2 separate regions of the Sus scrofa genome follow, and region 1 is linked to region 2. Evidence: chromatin contacts called from public Hi-C data. All regions are on one chromosome and are shown on one strand. The core of a region is the stretch at or near the end of the contact, and the rest is flanking DNA. Distances in the headings are between cores, read along the strand shown.

What was found. Hi-C and Micro-C count contacts between places; a contact is called where the count stands out from the background.
Region 1: a contact with region 2 is called in a Hi-C map of skeletal muscle, with 2.3 times the contacts expected there. The contact joins the promoter of CDKN2C here to the promoter of RNF11 in region 2. A contact is called at or near these places in 1 of 5 promoter capture datasets (fetal liver), 4 of 47 Hi-C or Micro-C datasets (embryonic fibroblasts, epiblast stem cells, heart right ventricle and 1 more) and 2 of 2 datasets of contacts at active chromatin or transcription factors (alveolar macrophages and skeletal muscle).

Annotation. Positions count from the first base shown.
Region 1 is chr6:161,162,242-161,168,303 of Sscrofa11.1, forward strand. CDKN2C (cyclin-dependent kinase 4 inhibitor C) reads right to left here and starts at 4,440. Exons shown (of 3, transcript XM_003127980.4): 1 at 3,194-4,440; 2 at 2,601-2,740. The coding sequence starts at 2,729.
Region 2 is chr6:160,907,624-160,913,792 of Sscrofa11.1, forward strand. It overlaps RNF11 (RING finger protein 11), which reads right to left and starts at 4,090. Exons shown (of 3, transcript XM_003482086.4): 1 at 3,431-4,090. The coding sequence starts at 3,553.

The DNA.
Region 1 (6,062 bases), core at 3,190-5,689, 250 kb after region 2:
ACATTGCCAACTATACTGATTTATCTAAAACTAAGCTCATGATATGGTTTGTATTAGATAGGAAATGACTGTATGGCAACTGTTCTTGAAAAGAATGGAACAGTCATCCTATTATATTTGTTTCCTAAAGTTCTATCTAGCCTCCTAATTTTCAAGTGAGCAAACGAAGAGAAAATAAGGTATTTAATGTGGATTTTAGGACAGACAGCTTTGTTTTGTAGTTTCAGACCATTTATTAATCAACTGGTGATCCTATCTTATTTCTTTTTGCGATTATCATCAGGGATTTAGGAATAGCTATTTGTAAACTGGCAATATTTTTAAAGTCAGAATGTAGTATTAAAATCTGCTATCCACATACAGATAATTCACAAGACAAAGACGTCTACCGGTGTTTAAATATATTTCACTCTATTTAATGGTCTCTATTAGACTCTCATAATTATAAAATATCTTGAGCAGCATGCAGTTACACAATACATGTAATTTAGTTGTGAAAAATACAGTCTTGTTAATGTGTAAGAAAATTTCAGCATTTTAATATTTTAAATTTACATTTAGGTATATTCATAATAACCTAAATTTATGATAGATTGCATAGTAGAAACTCAAATGTTTTTGAAATTAAATATACATTGGAAAACACATACGAAGCTGACTTATCTCTTTAGAATGTTTGTTTTAAAAAATCACAAATTAAGTAATATAATAACATACATTTAAAAGGAATAATAGTCTATAAGTGCAAACTATATAGATGGCCAAGATGTCAAGCTTCCCTGGTGATAAAACCTTGCTGACCATTAGCCCTTCCTTTGGGGCAGTGGTTAAAAATGATACATAACTTATTTTTCAAGAATATCAATGACATATACTTTTTGGTTATTAAAAATTAACACAATTTAATTTTAACCACAACTACCTCTAAATATTAGTCATTTAAGGACCTGGACTGGGAAAAATGAGAGACAGACACTTTGGATCTTTGTAAAGCACATGTACGATCAAGGCCTTTGATATTATCCTGATTAAGAAACTTACACTAGGAAGGGGGGAAGATCCTTTGTAATTGAGTTAAACATAATTGCAGGAGGAAATCTGCCATATTTCACAGAAAAATAATAGTAATAGTAGAAATTGTTTTGAAAGAAAGTTCTTTCTTGAGTTATGACACAACTTCAGAGTTAGGATTATACATACTGAAAATAAGCCTTGAGACTCCTGTTTGTGTGCGTTTCATTTTATGTACTAGGGCTAAACCACAATAAGTGGGTGTTAGTATCTTGATAAGTATGTTTAATATAAACAGGACTGCAGAGTTGTATTAAAAATGTTTGTCAGAACTTTTTTTTTTCAGTATTAATCTCCCAGTCCTCGTGCTCATCAAAAGCCCTGTAAGATCTTATTCGTAGAGGGTTAAGTGGCTCATTCTTTGTAAGATATATATAATACTTTGAATTTTCAATAGGAAACTTTTCAATATATTTGTGGCATTGCTATCATCACCAAATTACTAGGTGGAAAAATGAATCTGCCTGAAATAACAAGATAAATAATTTAGTATCTATGTATAAGCTTCCTTAATACATTTGAAATTTTTTGCAAGGCCAGTGTATTCTGTTAAAATATACAGGCTGTATGGACTTCGTCTGTTAATAATACATCTCCTGCCACTTAAATTTCTAATATTTGCGATTAAAATAAGGCACTCTAAAAACCCACTTCCCATTGGATTTTCAAAACAGCTTTAAGTGTTGCATTTTGAAGAGCTCATAAGAATATCATCAGAACTCAGATCAACAATTTGAGACTACTTTACCATCTTTCTGTTTCTAAGTCTTTCAACTAAGTTACAAGATCAGTTCAGAGAAGGAAAAAAATTACCAGGTACACTATTTGGCAGCTGGATGTGTTTCATTTGTTGCTTGTAAATCTAATTACTAAAAATTAGAACATACCACGGTATGACCACAGAGACAAAAACACTATAAACTGAGCTCTGATTAGAAAATTCAACTTTCTATTCCTCCTCAATCCTGAATGGGTGGACGGTATTACATTAACTGTGAAATGTACATCCTGTGCCCGTGCCCAGGCCACCCATTCCAAACGAGGAAAGGTCGTTTGTCAAAACTTGAAGCTTTTGAAGAAAAACACCCTCGCCAGTAGTCAAGAAAATTAACATTAAAGTCAATTATTGGAGCAAAGTTCGGAAACCACTAATAGCAGTGTATTTACTTCAAATAATAATCATAATAATGTGTTTACAGAGCTGTCTAAAAAAAAAAAAAACCCAAAAATAAAAAACTCCGCGCTGCTACGAATGCTTTACAATCCCCACCATCACAAAAACATTCCAAAAATTAAGACCAAACCTGGAACCCAGTTGATATCGAGGATATTATTGGATTTGACGAGTTCGTTCAAAGTACGTCATTTTGGGTAGTTGGATCCACTTAAAGATATAAAATATGGCAACCAACTAGTTTTAAAAACAGTGAAATTTTGTACCCCTGAAGGCTTAAAAGCTATTATTCTAGAAACCCGGGTCACGTAGGCAACATTGTTGACCTGTTTTCCCCACCTCTCTGGATACCAACCTGCAGCGCAGTCCTTCCAAATCCATTTTGTGCATTGACGTTTACATTATTTTGCAACAAACTAGTAAGTTGCTCTAGGTCCCCCCTGGCAGCTGCGGACGCCAACTCGTTCCCCCAAGGCTCGGCCATTCTTTAGGGTCCTGACGATCGGGAAAAGATGAATTAGTTGTTTTTCTTTTTCCCCTTTCCTTTGCTCCTAACCAGGCTGCATGATGGCATCGGAGACTGACAGAAGGACTGGGATGGTTAATCTGGAGTAGAGCTTGGTAGTAAATACTAGTAAGATCTGCCTGCCAAAAGCCCGCCCCTCGATTCACACGTGATTATTCAGCAAAACTGAGCCATTGGAGAGGGGCTCCGCTCCTCGCTTTTTAGCTTAACCCCTATGAAGAAGTCTAGTGATTAACAGAGAGATATGCAGACACACATATATTCCTGGTAAATTACTCTGGACGTAAAATGTAGGCTGAGCTGTCACGTACGTACACTGCTAATCTCTGTGAGGAATGTGTGCGGAGATTTAAGGGACTAGATCAGGGAAGAAAATACTGCGGAAGAAGAGACATTTGGGGGAAGAAAAGGCATTCACCCACCCTTGTTCACGGTGGTGACCTGAGCCACGCGAGCCAGAACCGCAGGGCAGGTCCTCGGGGGGACTCGGTCTCCATCCGTCTCGCCGAAAGAGTAGTCGTGCGTCCTCCGCTGCAGGGAGAGCGCCGCGGTGGCTGGCTGCTGACGTGCTCTGGGGGTTAAAGATGATCGCCAAAAGCAAACCAGAGTAGCAGTTCCGTGGCCCTCAAGTTACAGATCGCAACAGCTCCTCAGTGGCCTTGGCTTCTCGGGAAGAGCCTTTATTTGCGTCCGGGCCGAGCTGCGGGCTAACGCCGCGCGGGAGGGCTCCGGAGCCCGCCCGCCCGGCTACCGCAGCCCCGCCGAGCCTCAGAGGCCGTGGGAGCCAGGCTCGGCGCGCGTCTCCGGAGACGGCCGGGCGCGCGGCGGGTCCCCGGCAAGCCGGTCATGCCGGCCCCACAGGGTCCCGGGGCTTCCAGAAGCGAGGACGGGGGAGAGCGATGCGGGAAGCGTCTACGGGTCCGGGTCCGCTGAGGCAGCGCGCTGCAGCATCGCGGTCGCACACGGCAGCCCACCGGGAACTTCCCGCCTACGACCAAGCCAGTTCAGACTTCCTACTGCAGAAGTTCATTCAGCCGCCGCCGCCTCTTTTCCTTCCTTTCCCGGTTTTCTGAGGTCCTCTGGAGATCGCGAGGGTCCCCGGAGGTCCCAGGCCAAGCTTTGAGTATGGGGTGCTGCCACAATTCCAAGGCACAGCCAGTCCCGCTGCCCTCTCGGGGAAAGCCCAACGGCTTCGGCGCCCGGTGCCACTTCGCCAACCTCTCGCGGTCCCCTGGCCTGTGCCCCCAGCCTGTGGCGCCGAAAGGGCAGAGGCCGCCAGCCAGCTGTGCCCGGAGCGGAGCCGGGTAGCACTGCTTCCTCCAGAGCCGCAGCGCTCCCAGTGACAGTTTCTTTTGTAGCTGGTCCCCCTCAAATCACCGGTCCCGGCTCCCTTCACCCCTACAGACACTTGTGCGTCGTGCCCCTTTCTGGTCTTTTCCTTCCCTCCCTCCCTTGCTTCTTTTTTCGCTCAAACAATTGCTGCTTCTGTTGCTGCTGCAGAGACGGTGCCGGTTTCTTCTCCCTTTTTCCGACTTCATCAGCTTTTTTTGAAAAGAAAAAAATTGAGCGCTTTTTGAGTTGAAAAACCCGCCCCCATTTTAACGGCAGTTTTAAGGAGGCTCTGCAGAGTTGCTGGCCGCGGGAGCGGGAACGCAGGGCGCCGCCCACGCCCCGCCCTCCGCGCTGGCGGCGCTCGAGCTCTCGGCCGGGCTCGCCCCGCCCCTTGCCCGGCGCCCTTTTTCTAGCCTGTTAGCAGCTTGCATTCCTCCCTCCGTCTCCTGCGCTGGCTCCCACCCGCCAGCTCGGAGGCCCGGCCCCAGCTCGAGCGGCTTTCGGCCCGGTGGAGCAGGGTTTGACCTCTTCCCACTGGCGGGCGGAATGGAGTCTGCGGAACCCCGGGCTGCCCGGGGCCGGGAGCGGGGGTGGGGCGGAGGTGGGGTGAAAGAGGCTTGTTAATTAAGGCTGTGGAGAGCAAAGCTCGGTGGGTCTGGCTGCTGGAAGGCGGAAAGCTGGCCCGAAGCGAGTGTTTCCCCGGGCTTGGCGGGGCAGGCCGGCCCGCCTCCGCGCTCCCGCGCTAGGCTCTCGAAGTTCGGGCAGCCAGGCCTACGGCTGCCGCCGCTTCTGGGGCGCGAGCCGTGTCAACTCGGCCTCCTTTTCTCAGTCCAGAGCTGCGGCCTCGCACCTGCCAGATCAACGACCAGGGCCACGATGGACAGAGGTAGCTGCAGGGGTTGAGGGAGAAACCCAAATGACAGCAAAAACAGTGCTCTGAAAAAGGAGAAGTCTTTTATAGCCTTCTTCCTCTTATTTTATTTATTTATTTATTTTTTGCGAAAACTGAAGGCACTGTATAGGTAAGAAATCATGACGAACTCTGAAGCCTTCATGTTACAGGGACTTGAAATATTCCCTTTCTTTGGGGAAAGGGAGAAAAGCAACTAACTTTAAAGCAAAATAAAAAATAAGTCCTGGGAAGGGTTTTCTAACAAGACTATTTCTTTACTGTCACAGTTCTTTAATTTCTTAGATGAGACTTGTTTTGGGGGATGTAAATGTAAAGGAATCGTATCTTCCCTGGTCAGTCATCAGGACACCAGTTCTCTGTACTTTTTACTTCCTCTTGTAGCTATTTAAGATTAATCAACTACTGCTTTCTATATTTTTTGCTCTTAAAAATATCCAGCACTGCTGCATGGTGCACCTAGTGGTCAAAATGAAACTAAGCAAAAAAAAAAAAAAAAGACAGGTGGTCTAACTATTACTGGCCTATAGCAGGCATAATATCCTCAAGCAACATCTATACCCAGCTCCTTGAAGTACACGGGGACTATTAGCAACAAAAAACACACCAACAATATCTGGATAATCATCTAGCAACAGATTGTAGAGGGAGAGTTGAAACTGGGAAGAATCTGGCAGTGTTCTCTTTAACCGAATTGGTGAGAAAAAAAAAAGTAAATAACCAGAGCTCTTTTTTTAGGTAACTAAGCTTGAAATGTGAATGAAAAATGAACTATAGCAAAAGAAATTAACTCCTCTTATTTTTACATGTATTTAGATATTTCAAATAGAAGATTTAGGATTCCATATATACCAGTAAATACCACAGATAATACAATTTACATAAATGGTTCTGGGAAATTACTATGTAATCTTTCAGTACAGCTGGGGTGTGTGATGATATAGTAGAACTGTTAGCTGATAAGAGATAACCGGTAATTTATGAAAGCTGCTTTCTAGCATTTATTATGGTTTCTGAAAAATATGAATGTTGCTTTCTAGCATTTATTA
Region 2 (6,169 bases), core at 2,840-5,339:
GCCAGGGATCTGAACCTGCAACCTCATGGTTCCTAGTCGGATTGTTTCCGCTGCCCACAACAGGAACTCCAGAGAAACTACTTTGAAGAAAAACAAAAAACAAAACCAAAAAAAGCCTTCCCTTGGGGAGTCTACCACCTAGTGGGAGGAGTCAGATAATAAGATAATATCTTAGAAAGTGATTAGTGCTATGGGGAAAATAATACAACAGGGTAAGGGAGAGAATTCCAGGGTGCTAAGTAAGGCATGCACAACTTTAAACAGGGTGATCAGAGAGGGTTTAAGAAGGTGTCATTTGAGTAAAGCCTTGAAGGTGAAGGAGTCAGCCAGGATGACACCCTGAGGAAGAGTAATCTTAGTACAGAAACAACCACGGCAAAGGCCCTGGAGTAGCCTAGGAACAAGGATAGACTAAAAGCAAGGCAAGGGTGGGACACAGGGAGACCAGCTGGGAGGCTACTAAAGAAACCCAAAAGGGAAATATGTACTTGCCATAAACTCTGACCATAACTGCAGTGCTTACTTTTAAAAATAAATAGATAAAACAAATCTCAGATCCTGCTAATAGGAAATAACAAGAACTTTTAGAAGTTTACTATATAGAGCTCTTGGCATATATGTACATTGTGCAACACAAAGGATATCCTTCAACTGCTCACTACAGAAAAATACCAAATGTCTTCTTTTATAATCAGTTGTATAATCAGTTTCTCTCTTTTTCTTCTTTTGTCTTTTTTGCATTTTCTAGGGTCGATTCCTGGGCAAATGGAGGTTCCCAGGCTAGGGATCTAATCGGAGCTGTGGCCTCCGGCCTACACCAGAGCCACAGCAATGCGGGATCCAAGCCGCCGCGTCTGCGCGTCTGCGACCTAACACCACAGCTCATGGCAATGCCGGATCCTTAATCCACTGAACGAGGCCAGAGATCAAATCCACAACCTCATGGTTCCTAGTCCAATTCGTTAACCACTGAGCCACGACGGGAACTCCATATAATTAGTTTCTTCTACAATTAAAAAAAAATCCTATGGTAGCTGCAACCATTTTTAAAGAAATAATCCAATTATTTCCATAGTCCTGTTAATTATACATTATTTTTGAAGAAAAAAAGTTCTGTTTAATGAAAATGTAAATCATTTACCTTGGATTGGTATTTCTTAGATCTTTTAGATCGTTTGAATTTACCGTTTTTAAATTTACCATTCCTTTAAGTAAGACAAAATTTTTTTCTACGAAAGTTTCTTTTTATGCTCCTGTCTTTTAAAGAAATTACTCCGTTCCAACTGATACTAAATTTGCATATCAGTATCTGGGTTATTCATTTCAAGAAGGGGCAACCACAAAAAACTCCCACTGTCACAAATAACATGTTTCAAAAAAAGTTTCTTCATGATACCAACAAAAACTCTACCTTATCCTCCTCGAATAGGCAAATACGATCTCCACAAATTCTAAAAAAGTTATCCTTAACACTGTATTACCATAAGGACATAAGAGAAAGAGGGCAGTAAGTCAAAGATATTTGACTTTCCTGGAAGGTGGCTAGGGAACACAGGAGATTTTGAAATAAATATCAAACATCTAAGAAAATATGCTTATGAAACTGAAATAAGCACAATGACCTATAGCATTTATGAAGAAAACCAAGAGTGAAATATAAACAATGTACTTGCTTCAAAGATTCAGAACAACATCCAGATTTATTTTGAATTTTTTAAGACTTCTCTTGTGAGAATTCTTTGGAAGAAATGGGTGTATAAACTTACAAAACTAATACTGAATTCAAATTCATTAATTCATTCATTGGGGACATTGTCTCTATTCTCAAAGGCTTACAGTCGTCATTTATTTCACAGTTACTGAGCCAGACGGTGGGCATACAACACACAGGAACCATGGGGACCCTACCTGCATGCAGCTTATACTGGAAGAGAGAAATGCCTCAAGAATGAGACACACATCTAACTAAACAAGGATAACACTTAAGTATTCTATATGCTGCTTATGGAAGTGTAGAGGGTTGTGGGGCGGGGGCACAAAGAAGGGAGTGATGGATTCAAGGTGTAAGGGAGGGGAATGTAGGGACTTCAGATACAGATGAGTTCTCAAAGAGGATCAGAGGTTCACCTGGCCGACCTTGGGGAAAGGGCTCCAAGCAGAGGAAGGAGCTAAGGCAGAGAGGTGTGAACAGACTGCTGTATTTGATAGGCCAGGAATATGAATGTGAAAAATAAACCATGGAGGTTTCTGTATGCCACAGTAAGACTGGACTTTACTGGTATATATGAAAGGTTTCCGAAGGGTTTTATTCAGGAAACTAGCATATGTGATCAGGTTTTTCTGGTGTGATGAGGCACTGATTTACATAGGTATGAGAAAAGAACAACACTAGATAATGATGTCACCACATGAAACAACAAAGGAGAAAACTAAACCCTGTTCAGGAAAAAAATTAAGGCACTTAACTATCCAAGTCCTTCTGGGAAAAAAGTTTTTAATCAACATCATTTAAAACTGAAAAACTAGACAAAAGGTTTATATATATACATAAATATTATGTATTATAGTATCTACGTATCTATTTTGAATTTTCTAAAGAGGTCTTTAGCTCTTTACTAATTGTGTAAAGACAGCTGAAGCTGCTGACTGCTGTGCAAAAGGCAATGAAGCTGTTTGGGAGAGAAGCCTTTGATACAAAGGGAGAACCACAAGTAAGAGAAGGTATTTCTCAAGTAAGGTTTAAAGGTTTCCAGAGTTCAAGATAATCACGTTCTATTAAGTCAGCGCGTTTAAAAGGTGTGTCATAGGGGTGGAGCAAAAGGATTAAGGATTAAAATTTTTAATTTACTATATATATAAACAAGTAATCCTTGGTGCTGCTCGAACCAAAAAAACTACCTGAAAATCTCCCGAGCTGAGGGAGAAATGAATGCTTACCAGATCCAATTAATCCTACCAGATCCAATTAATCCAAACAAGGTAGGGAGGAAAGGATGGTCACACTTGGAAGTATAAATGAGGTGGGGGTTAACCACCTATCCACAACCCATAATTCATCGCACCTGGCGATGCGATGTGGCAATCGTCTCCAAACCTCACAGTTCAGACTCCACGACTCAGACATAAAGGCAGGAAAATGTCACTTCCAAACTCCACAAGCTAACCACTAGCCACCGGCCAAGGGGACATAATCATATATCCGAATTTCAGAACTCAAGGACAGAAGTACCATCCCCACATCGAGGTGAAAGAGTCCCCCTATTTCTGGAAGTGAAGAGCAGTCGCCCTCAAATTCAGTCCTAAGCGTGTCAGTGCCCCTGAGGCCAGGTCTTACCGAAACCAAGGGCAGTGACAGCCCGAAGCCCCCACGACCTCGGCCAGAGCTGCCTCTGCTCCTCGCACCCCCCTTCCCCACACACACCCTCCGTACCTGATATGGCGGCGGCGGCTCCTGATCCGGCTCCGTCCCCTCGCCAAAGCTAGCCCGGTCGGACTGAGACTCGTGAAGCAGGGAGATGTCATCTGAAGTGGGGGATTTGAGGCAGTTCCCCATCTTCTGGGGTTGGGGTGTGTGATCTAGGGGAGGAAGAAAGCAGCGGCGGGGTCCTTCGCACGCTCTGCGGTCAGCCCCGGTCAGCGACGTGGGGTCGAGTGGCAGGCCGGGGCTCAGGCGGCAGCGGCTCCCCCGCCCCCCGGCGCCGCCGAAGGGCCGCTCATGCCAGCCCCCGGGGTTGGGGGCTTAAGGCTGGGCCGCGGGCTCGGCTGGGGTCGCGGCGGTTGCCTCCTACGAGGCGGCGGCTGCCTCCTACGAGGCGGCGGCGGCGGCGGCGGCGGCGGGGGGGGGGGGGGGCGGGGAGACGAAGAACTTCCCCACCCCGCCCCCCCGCGGGGCGGCGGCGGCCACGAAGCTGTTGGGCCTAATCCAGGTCAGGAGGGGGGGGCGCGGCCGTCGCGGCTCCCTCAGCTGCTGCCTCAGCTGCTGCTGCCCCCGCCGACGCCGGAGCCGCAGCCGCGGGCCTCATCCTACACCGCCTCAAAGCGGCGGCGGCGGCCAGAACGAGGCCAGCTGCGGCCCTGCGTCACGCCGCCGTGCGTGCCCTGGTCCCGCCCCCGGCGTTGGGAGGTGTAGGCGGCGCCGGCCCCGCCTACCCGGTTCCCAACAGCTGTTCCCCGGGCTGCGTCAGTCTCTGCTTCTCCGACAATTAGCTGGGGACCGAAACCTCTGAAAGCTCTCTTGGGTCTCCTTGCCTCCCCACATCCACTGCTCCCTCCCCGCTTGCCTCACTTCACACCTGTACGCTGTTTTGTCAGTCTTCTCACGACCTTCTGCCTAGTTATCTATTTATGAACCCGTATTTGAATGGATCACTCCCATTATTAACATATTAAAAGGTTTACCATTTATCCCTTCAAATAAAGTCCAGACTCATTAAGGAAACTTTCCTAGCTCCCCAATCGCTTCCTGATCCTCCTATATCACAGCCAGAAAGATTCTTCTTCCAACTATACTAACTGAATGCTCTATTTCTTTTTTTTTTTTTTCCCACTGTACAGCAAGGGGGTCAGGTTATCCTTACATGTATACATTACAATTAGGTTTTTTCCCCCACCCTTTGTTCTGTTGCAACATGAGTATCTAGACATAGTTCTTGAATGCTCTATTTCTTTCCATTCCCACCACCATAGTACAAGTTACCATCATATTTCTATTGTTGTACTTGGAACCCTTCCCCCTGCATTCACCATTGCCCCTATTCAATCCACTATTTGTTCAGTCCAGTTTTCTTTTTAAAATGTAAAGCTGATGTCCCTAGGGGGAATTTAAACTTTTTAAAATCTTCAATGGCTTCCCAATGCTGTTATGGCTAAGCATTAATTCTTAAATGGTTTACAAATCTGGCTACCTCCTCGATCTCATTAGACATTGTTCCCTGACATATTCTACACTCTAGGATGCCTAAATAAAGTAGTCCAGTTATCTAGAAGGGATAACTTTTACCTTTTAAAAGTTAAAACGCTAAGGCTTTACCCACACTGTTTCTCTGACAGAAACTCACTTCCGCCCACTTCTGACCTTATACCTCCCATCAAGCTAAACATTATCCCCACTTGTCCTTCCTGGACTCAACTTTGGTTCCACTGGGAAGCCTCTCCTAATCGTGGAGTCTGGTTGCCTAGTTGCCTCTCCCTGAGCTTTTCTCTATTACAGTCTGATCAAGCTGAATCATCTGTCTCTCCTCTGTGCAGGGCCTGGCACATTGCTTAAGGGAGAGTAGTCTCTCTTCTTAGTTGAATGAACCAAGAGCCCAAGAAGCAATGTATGTAAAGGAAAGAAATAAGAAGGATGAGAATGTTCCTAATGGTTATTCATTCGACAAGAAGACAAAAAGTGAGTCTTGACTCTCTTTCCTTTCATTCATCATTTACTGATTTTTTTTCTTTTTCTTTTTCACACTAGACCCTATACTAGGCACTAGGGAAACATAGCTTGTTCTTGATGGAGCCCAGAGTCCAGCTGGAAAGAAAAGTAAACAGACAAGTTCTTTTGCCACCCTCATCAAAGGTTTTGGGAGGAGAGATGATAGAAAGAAAGATAGATAGATATAAAGTCATAATTTCCATTTATTAGCCTGGGCACTGAAAGGTTTGTATTGACATTCCTGTTTTACAGGAATAGAAACATGGCTTCACATGGCTATTGAGGGGTAGAGCCAGGATTTGAATTATATACCAGTTACCTTTATTATACGCCAGTTGTGGAAAGGAACTACATCTTTTTTCATCCTGATATTCCTTTCTCAGAGTATAAAAACAGGGGAATGGGGGAAGACTTATCTTGAAAAAATGCCTTTGGCATCCACATATATGTTTGTAAGGAAGTAGCTATACAATAATCTTTCTTCGTAAGCCAGAGGGTTTTTTTTTCTTTTCTTTTTCTTTATTCTTTTTTTAATTCCTTACTGGAGCATATGGAAGTTCCTGGGCCAGGGACTGAATCTGAGCTGCATCTGCACCAGATCCGTAACCCACTTGCTGGGGATCGAATCTGTACCTCCACAGCGACTTAAGCTGCTACAGTCAGATTCTTAATCCACTGTGCCACAGGAGGAACGCCAAGAACTAATTTTAAATGGAAAAAGTAACAAGAATATTGAAGTGACAAAGATTT